Linked DNA regions of Mus musculus: region 2 is linked to region 1. The links are chromatin contacts, called in public Hi-C maps. All regions are on one chromosome and are shown on one strand. The core of a region is the stretch at or near the end of the contact, and the rest is flanking DNA. Distances in the headings are between cores, read along the strand shown.

What was found. A called contact is a pair of places that touch in the nucleus more often than the background predicts.
Region 2: a contact with region 1 is called in a Hi-C map of reprogramming fibroblasts, with 2.2 times the contacts expected there. The contact joins the promoter of Cep162 here to the promoter of Mrap2 in region 1. A contact is called at or near these places in 3 of 39 promoter capture datasets (embryonic stem cells, epiblast stem cells and liver), 9 of 484 Hi-C or Micro-C datasets (Sertoli cells, cerebral cortex, embryonic stem cells and 5 more), 2 of 115 datasets of contacts at active chromatin or transcription factors (bone marrow-derived macrophages and embryonic stem cells) and 2 of 9 other capture datasets (adipose tissue and pancreatic islet).

The regions. Positions count from the first base shown.
Region 1 is chr9:87,141,824-87,146,183 of GRCm38.p6, reverse strand. Mrap2 (melanocortin 2 receptor accessory protein 2) reads right to left here and starts at 1,878. Exons shown (of 5, transcript NM_001177731.1): 1 at 1,787-1,878; 2 at 1,509-1,653.
Region 2 is chr9:87,254,242-87,258,637 of GRCm38.p6, reverse strand. Cep162 (centrosomal protein 162) reads left to right here and starts at 3,106. Exons shown (of 27, transcript NM_199316.2): 1 at 3,106-3,375.

The DNA of each region.
Region 1 (4,360 bases), core at 629-3,128:
GATGCACTTTATATTGTCTACCATGGTAGGGTTGGTGACTCCAATGTATCTGTAGGTCCTCTGCTGTATGGGGATAACGGTCACTTTGGCCTGAGACTAAAGGAGACAGACCATAGATGAGGAAGCGCCTCAGCGAGTCACTCTACAGATCTTTCAGATCCCAAACATTCAGATTTCAGTGGCTTCTGAGTGGTCAAATGCCCCCAGCATCAGCTAGCCAATAGAAACTGGGAGAATGTGAAACCGATGTCATTTGCAAAGTAAAAGAAGACCCTGGGTGAGCAGAGGCGGGTCAGCCTAGAGGGGAGGCTAGGAGAGCAGGATGAACAACACGGAAATAACACGCGATGCACATGCACACAGAGTGCGCGCACAAGTCTATTCTATTGAACCCCATGTTTTCAAAATGCTGGTTGCCACCTACGAGGCTAGCATCATTACCTTAATGACTCATCACTCACGTTTGTAGAAGTGTGGAGATGGCAAGCCCTCATCCACAGCCCAGTTAGCTATAAATTCCCTCTGGGAATGCTTTCCTGGGTAGTCCTGAGCCATCTTTTAAAAGCGTTTGTTCTGGGAGACTGTTTCCATCTTTTGAAAAGTCTCCTGGCTCTATTCCCCTCCCTCACACCTGTGCGAGGTGACTCTAAAACGCTTTCACTGTTCCAGGGTGCTAGCTACTCAGGCTTCAAACTGCTCCTTTCGGACTTCAAGACCTCTCCAAGTATTCTCCAAGTACTCTGCCTTCCGGAAGGAGCTAGTTATCCTCGCCCCACCCCCTTACCCCGTCAGGTCAGTACTGCCACCATGCTATTAACATCAGAGCCGGTCTGATTGGATGGATCCTCGCATCCCGGGGCCGTTTTCTGGTACCTGTTTATGCTGCTGTGCTCCCTGCCTGGAATCGCAGCGTTAGTTTTCAGATCTCTCTCCGCCCCCACGGTTAGCTTGTGGAGTCGGGTTAAAAAATATATACTTAGCTCTCTCATCTTTTTTCACCTGTGTGCTGGAAATACTACTACTTACTTGGGGGAGGGGACAGTTCCTTAAGGATTAATTTATGTGTGACAGTTCCTTTCTCTCTCTTCCCTGGATCGCCAGGGACACCTTCTTCCAAGCTTCTTTTGCTCTCAAAACATGCCCGATTGCTTCATCGTTGACAGGTTAAATCGAGTACAATATCCGGGGCTCCATGTCATCTAAAGCGCTGTGGGAACCGAAGCATCCATCAGAACAGTTTTCTGTCGCACTTGCTCTCAGAAGGCCTTCCCCGGTTCAGTACACAGAACGGGGCAGAGAAGGACGCAGCAGGGACTTGCAACTGCAGCCTCACGGGTAAGGTGACCCACCACCCGCTGGCTCTCCAATCTGAACAAACCTATCTACGCAGGTTAATCCTGAGAAACAGACACACTGCAGGGGGCGCGCATCCTGGGGCCGGGGGACCACACCCTTGGTCTGAAGGTGCAGGTTCCCCAGACCCTGGCGGCGGCGGGAAAGTTTCTCACCTGCGGCAGAGGGTGTGGCTGGGTCGTGGTGCCCTGCGCCCCCTGGATGCTCAGCTCAGCCCGCGGAGCTATATGCAGGATTTCCTGACTCCTTGGGCCGCAAGGGGTGATCTCAGCAGCAAAGCAGGCTTCGAACTTAGGAGTCCTTCAAAAGACCAGCAAGCTATTCTAGGTCTGAACCCCGATATAACTCTTTCCCACCCTTCTCATCTTCACCCACTCCAATCCCAACACGCATGCAGACTGAAAGGCACCCGGACCCCAGGCTAGCCCCTCACCCCGTCCTGTCCTGGGTTACCGCAGGCTTTACACGGTTCAGCTCCTCCGGTGCTCGAGCCTCACCGCCGCCGTGCCGCCGCCGCCAGTGAACAGAGCTGTGCAAGTCGCTCCCTGCGCCGCGGTGCGGTGGAGACGCGCGCTCGCGACCTAGCGGCGGAGGCGGCACTGGGCACAGAGGCTGTAGCTGAGCTCCTGAGCCGCCTTCCCAACCTTAGGGATCCACATGAACCACCACCACCCAGTGTGTGTAAGAACCTGCAACGAGCAAAGGAAAGAAAAGATGTCCAGGGACACTTTATCCTCTCCGGCTCTGTAGTGGGTGTCTTAAGGTCAGCTTTGGGTACAAGCTCTCATGAGCTGATCAAGATGAAATGGGGCCACATGAACAGAGAGGCCAGTTATTCTCAGCCTTGCGTTCAAGTTCAGCGAGGCTAGAGTTCTACAGAATGCACTGCTTCAATTACTATCTTGGATTTTGGGTGCCTCCTCCATACTATAGGTACAGATGCCAAGGGGCATCAAACACCCTTCAGACTGACCCCAAAGAGTTAGCAGGGGGCTGGGAGCAGGCTTCAAGTTAACAGCCATGCTCCCTGACAGACAGACGAAGTTCTGCATCTGTTTGTTCATTCAATCTGTATCCGGTGCCAAACACCAGCTTTCCAAAGGATGTATCTAGTAAAGAGACAGACAATAAACATTGCCAATAAATACAACTAGGGCTATTTGAGTAAAGTGTGGGCAAAAATACAAAAAGAAAATAGGGCAGTTGGGGAGCGGGAGTGGGGTGGGGGTGGGGGTGGGAGTGGGGGGTTCAGAGTTAGAGTTACTCTGTAACACGGAGGTGAGAGAACAACCAGGCTTGTGTATGGGGAAAGAACAATGCCTTAGAGCCAGTCTCTGAGATGTCCCTTAGTGTGTGTGTGTGTGTGTGTGTGTGTGTGTGTGTGTGCCACATGAGAAGATCCACGGCCATATTGGTTTTATAAATAAGAAAACATAAACTGAGCAGCAATGGTGCAATACCTTTAATTCCAGCACTCTTTGAATTCGAGGCTAGTCTGGTCCACAGAAAGAGTTCCAGGACAGCTACAGAAAGAAACCCAAGCGGGAAACTGAGAGGGATGCTGAGAGAACTGCATGGGAAGGCCCTGCCAGAAAAGGATTCCTGGAAATGATATCTGAGAAAGCTGATTCATAGTTTTTTTTAAGTAGTTTCACTATTTTTGTTTTGTTTTGTTTTTTCTCTTTTTTTATTGGGTATTTATTTCATTTACATTTCCAATGCTATCCCAAAAGTCCCACACACACTCCCCCACCCACTCCCCCACCCACCCACTCCCACTTCTTGGCCTTGGCGTTCCCCTGTACTGAGGCATATAAAGTTTGCACGACTAATGGGCCTCTCTTTCCACTGATGGCCAACTAGGCCTTTTTTTTGATTCATATGCAGCTAGAGACACGAGCTCCAGGGGGGTACTGGTTAGTTCATATTGTTGTTCCACCTATAGGATTGCAGATCCCTTTAGCTCCTTGGGTACTTTCTCTAGCTCCTCCATTGGGGGCCTTGTGGTCCAACCAATAGCTGACTGTGAGCATCCACTTCTGTGTTTGCTAGGCCCCAGCATAGTCTCACAAGAGACAGCTCTATCTGGGTCCTTTCAGCAAAATCTTGCTAGTGTATGCAATGGTGTCAGCGTTTGGAAGCTGATTATGAGATGGATCCCCAGATATGGCAGTCTCTAGATGGTCCATCCTTTCGCCTCAGCTCCAAACTTTGTCTCTGTAACTCCTTCCATGGGTGTTTTGTTCCCAATTCTAAGAAGGGGCAAAGTGTCCACACTTTGGTCTTCGTTCTTCTTTAGTTTCATGCGTTTAGCAAATTGTATCTTATATCTTGGGTATCCTAAGTTTCTGGGCTAATATCCACTTATCAGTGAGTACATATTGTGTGAGTTCCTTTGTGACTGGGTTACCTCACTCAGGATGATGCCCTCCAGGTTCATCCATTTGCCTAGGGATTTCATAAATTCATTCTTTTTAATAGCTGAGTAGTACTCCATTGTGTAAATGTACCACATTTTCTGTATCCATTCCTCTGTTCAGGGGCATCTGGGTTCTTTCCAGCTTCTGGCTATTATAAATAAGGCTGCTATGAACATAGTGGAGCATGTGTCCTTCTTACCGGTTGGAACATCTTCTGGATATATGCCCAGGAGAGGTATTGCGGGATCCTCCAGTAGTACTACGTCTAATTTTCTGAGGAGCCACCAGACTGATTTCCAGAGTGGTTGTACAAGCTTGCAATCCCACCAACAATGAAGGAGCGTTCCTCTTTCTCCACATCCTCGCCAGCATCTGCTGTCACCTGAGTTTTTGATCTTAGCCATTCTGAATGGTGTGAGGTGGAATCTCAGGGTTGTTTTGATTTGCATTTCCCTGATGATTAAGGATGTTGAACATTTTTTCAGGTGCTTCTCAGCCATTCGGTATTCCTCAGGTGAGAATTCTTTGTTCAGCTCTGTACCCCATTTTTTAATGGGGTTATTTGATTTTCTCGAGTCCACCTTCTT
Region 2 (4,396 bases), core at 1,857-4,356, 110 kb before region 1:
CATATACATATGTGTGTGTGTGTGTGTGTGTGTAAGTATGAGAATATATATATATTATTATTATGCAAACAAACCTTACACCTACAGCAACCATCAGCACTCCAGGAGCCCCACATCCTGCCGGCTCTGCTCCAGGGGTAGCAACTGTGTCACATGGTCTCTTCTACCGCTATGCCTGATCTAGCAAGAATTCTTTGAAGGATCCTAAATAATGAACTAACCTAGTTTATGTTGTCAAATAATGACCTCTTATATAGACAATGTCATTGTATAGACAGTATGCTAGGGGGAACAAGTGAAAAAGCAGGAGGTTAGGGAAGTAGTTCAGGAAATAATGTTGTGGGTCAAAACATCAGCACTTAAGATTTAGAGAAGTGAATTGAAGGAAGACACATTTCAAAGGTAGTTTGGCATGATTGAGTACATATAGGGAAGAGAAAACTGCAAGATTTATGTCAAGTAATTGCTATGTCACATGAGAATTAGAGAAATAAGTATATGAAAAGAATAAAATCAAGGCTTCTGTGGCTGAAAGGAATGGCTCAGTGGGTAACGTGTTTGTGGTGCAAGAATGAGGACCAGAGTTAAGATCCACAGCACTATGTAAAAGCTAGGTGGGGAGTAATAGATGGCTGTAATCAGAGCATTCAGGGCAGAGACAGGGGATCCTCAGAGCAAGCTGGATAGCTAGACTAGTCAATCGTAAGCGCTGGGCTCTAGTGAGAGACCTTGCCTTAATGGATTAGGTAGAAAACAGTTGAAGAAGACATCCAATCGTCAACCTATGACCTCCATATACATGCACACTCAGGTGTTCTCACACACATGCATACACACAAGCAAAAACGCAAGGCTTCTATTACTTTAGAGATGGCTCTAGTGTGTGGTGGGCATAGTGCATGCACTGAAGAGGTAGAGGCATATGGATCTCTGAGTTGGAGGCCAGCTTGGTCTACAGAGAGATGTTTCTAGGGTATTATGTGAATATATATGAATTAGGTTATCATACATAGAACACTGTGGGGAGCCGCACTCACATTTGCCATTATAAGATGGCGCTGACAGCTGTGTTCTAAGTAGTAAATAATCTGCACATGTGCAGGGGCAGTTTTCCCGCCATGTGCTCTGCCTTTCTCGTGATGACAACTAGGCCGATGGGCTGCAGCCAATCAGGGAGTGACACGTCCTAGGTGGAGGATAATTCTCCTTAAAAGGGACGGGGTTCTGGCACTCCCTCTCTTCGTCTCTTCGTCTCTTTGTCTCTTTCTCTTCGTCTTTTCCTCTGCTCTCTTCCTCTGCTCTCTGCCTCTCTCTCTCTGCCCCTCTCTCTGCCTCTCTCTGCGTCTCTCTCTCTCTTCCTCTCTGCCTCTCTCTGCCGCGCTCTTCCTCTCTTGCTCCTGAGTAAGCAATAAAGCTTTGCCGCAGAAGATTCTGGCTTGTTGCGTCTTTCCTGGCCGGTCGCAAACGCGCGTAAGAGAACACTAGAGCTCAAAGGGAAATCTAGAACAAGCACAAATAGGGTTTTCATATTAACTAAGGTTATGTCATAGAAATTTGTTTTCTACAATCTTGCAACACCCTATGAGAAAATTAGCAACCCCCACCAAGAATTGTTTTAGTAGTCTGGTGCGGGTAAAGCTGAATTGGAAAATCTAACGAAAGATGGATAAGGTGAAAATAAACTAACAGTTTGGGAGACGAGGCCTAACTTTCTGTTTCCCAGAAATGAGACCCTAAGTCCAGGAACCTGTGGTCAGCAAACCAAGCCACAGGCAGCCAATCTGTGGACACCTTGTCATCTGGCCTGAAGTAAGAATAGGTATCTAGAATGGATAAGAGATCCCTCCCCACCCCAAACCTGGGAAGTCTCCAGAGCCCTAACCAATTGTAGAATCAGTCAAACTTCTAGAGATAGAGCTAACCAATCAAGGCAAAATGGCACAAATTCCTCCCTGGAATTCCCCTAACTGACAAATATAAAAGCTAGGCCTGCAAGCCCACTCACTACATGTGTCCATTCCTGAATGAGGAGACCCCTCCTTGCAGGAAATTCTGCTGAATAAACATTCTTTGCTTTTGCATACTACTTAGTTTAGGGTATCATTCTCCCAAGATCTTGGACCCTAACAAGTTGATGGTAAAAAATAACTATGGTGAGTGAGACTGAAATGAGACCTCAAGTGGAAAAAAATCCCCCAACTTTCTCAGCTTGTGTACATGACTAGCCACCATAGCTCTTCTTGCCGCACTCCTTTAACAGTTGTCTGGGCTACTTGTCTGCTTCACGGAACCCACGTCTATAGGGCATGGAATGTGCTCAATTCAGTATGTACTAAAAGAAAAGCCATAAGCTGAATTAAGTTGACTTGTAAATTGTAAAATTTAAATAATGTACATAATGCTCTCACCAAGCTTAAAATGGTAGCTTAAAACAGGTCTCTATTATTGCATTTTAATCGGATAGTTTCTGGCTTGTACACACTCAGATGTCAATATGCATTGTTGAGTGAAAAGTTCAGGCCAGAAAGGAGGTACAGAACTATGTATACCAGAGGCAAAGACCTTTACTGTTTGAAGATTTTACTTTCATTCCAAAATGTTGTCTTCTGATTTGGTGTGCCTGTGTATACGTATCCAGAGAGCGAAAGAAAGAGGAGAGAGAGAGCGGGTAAAAAAGTAAAATAAAATAAAAACTCAAGCAAACCACTGCAGAAGAGAGCTTTGAAAAGCAGGATACCAGAAAAACCAGAGCTGCTGAACTAGTGCAAGGCTCTCACTGAGAATCTTGGTATTGTGTATTTTCAAATGCTTGTCCACTGGGTGGCGGACATCTCTTCTAACACCGGAATTATTTCTAATGCATTTGTACTTTTCTCATAACACCCACACAAGGCTTATTACTTGAAGGAAATCAACCCTCTTACACCGTTTTTAAAACTTTCAACCTGGACAGTAGCCTTCAAATGAAAAGGGTGGGAAAGGCTGGAAAGAAGAGCAGCTCGCTGCGGAAGGACGAGCACAAAGGGACTAAACTACAACTCCCAGAAAGCCACGCGCTGGCTCTAGATGGTGCGCTTGCGCCTGGGTCTTCCCGGCCGGCTAGCTGAGCTCGGGATTTCCGGGAGTAAGAGAAAGCGGGATGTGCACACTGCTGCCGCGCCCACGTCCCTTACGGCCGCCACATCCTGCAGAGCCGTGAAGGTTCCAATCTTTATTTGAGAGTCACCAGAAGACTGACAGCTTGTCTGGCTGCTCCCTGGGTCACGTGGCAGGCAGGATCACGTGACACCCGGGAGCCCGCCTGTAGGGGTCTGTTGCCCTGACAACAGCCCGCTCGCCGGGACTTTCCGGGAGAGCGCGGGCTCCCAGGAGCAGGTAGGTGAGGCGTTGTGGCTGTCTGCGACCCTGTTGTTGTTTCCAGGTTGTACCTCAGGCAGGGTCTCCGAACTTTGTTTTGCGCATTACTCCGCTCCTCTGTCGGGACTCCAAGTCTTTGCTTCGAGCTAGCCCCCAAATCTGCGCTTCCTGCAGCCTGGACTGAGCTGAGGGCCCTTTCGTGGGGTTTGCCTCTGACTAACCTGTTTGTCCAACTCCTCATCCTGACCCTAAGACCTCTTAGTCGAAAATGCAAATAAAAGCACTAAGTATTCCACTGAAAGATGGTGGGCAAACCTGCTGCCGTCCCTTAGAAAAGAAAACTAGCGTTTGTTCGTGTTGCCCTAAAGAGTTAAATCCAAAGGTTTAGGACAGATCTGAAGATGGCCTCTCCTAGCTGAAGTCCAGCTTTGAGACAACTTGACTAGATCCCATTAAAGGTGCTCGCGGCATTGTTTCTTTTAGCCTGCCTTTGCTTCAAGAGAAACATAAATAGTAGTTAATGTGTGTCATTAACTTCCAAGGGTATTCTGTGCTCGTTGGGGATGTTTTAAGACAGGATTGCACTATATAGCTCAGACTAACCTGAAATTCAGGCTTGTAACTCAGGCTAACCTCCCAACTAAAGAGCTGTCTGTCTCCTAAGTGTAGAAATCTCTGGGATGCACCACTAAATTCTTTATTATATTCTGAGTCTTATAAATTCACTTAGTTTATGTCTGGAAAAAAATCCTGATTATAGAAAGTCTATTTTGCAAAACCCTTAATTTGAAAATACGTGAATCCGGAAGCACAACCTGTATACTGTGCTTTACAAGAAAAAATATTAGTCTTTCCACTCCTGCTCTTTTAATTTTTTTTTTTTTAATATTCTCTGTGAGGACCTGGATTCTGAGAGGTATTAGCAGAGACAAATACATATACAGTGGAAAAGATCCTGGAGCCCACCTCTTAGCGACTGGATGAAATGTAATGATCAACCTTGAGAAGACATACTTCATAAGCTACTTTCCCAAGTCAG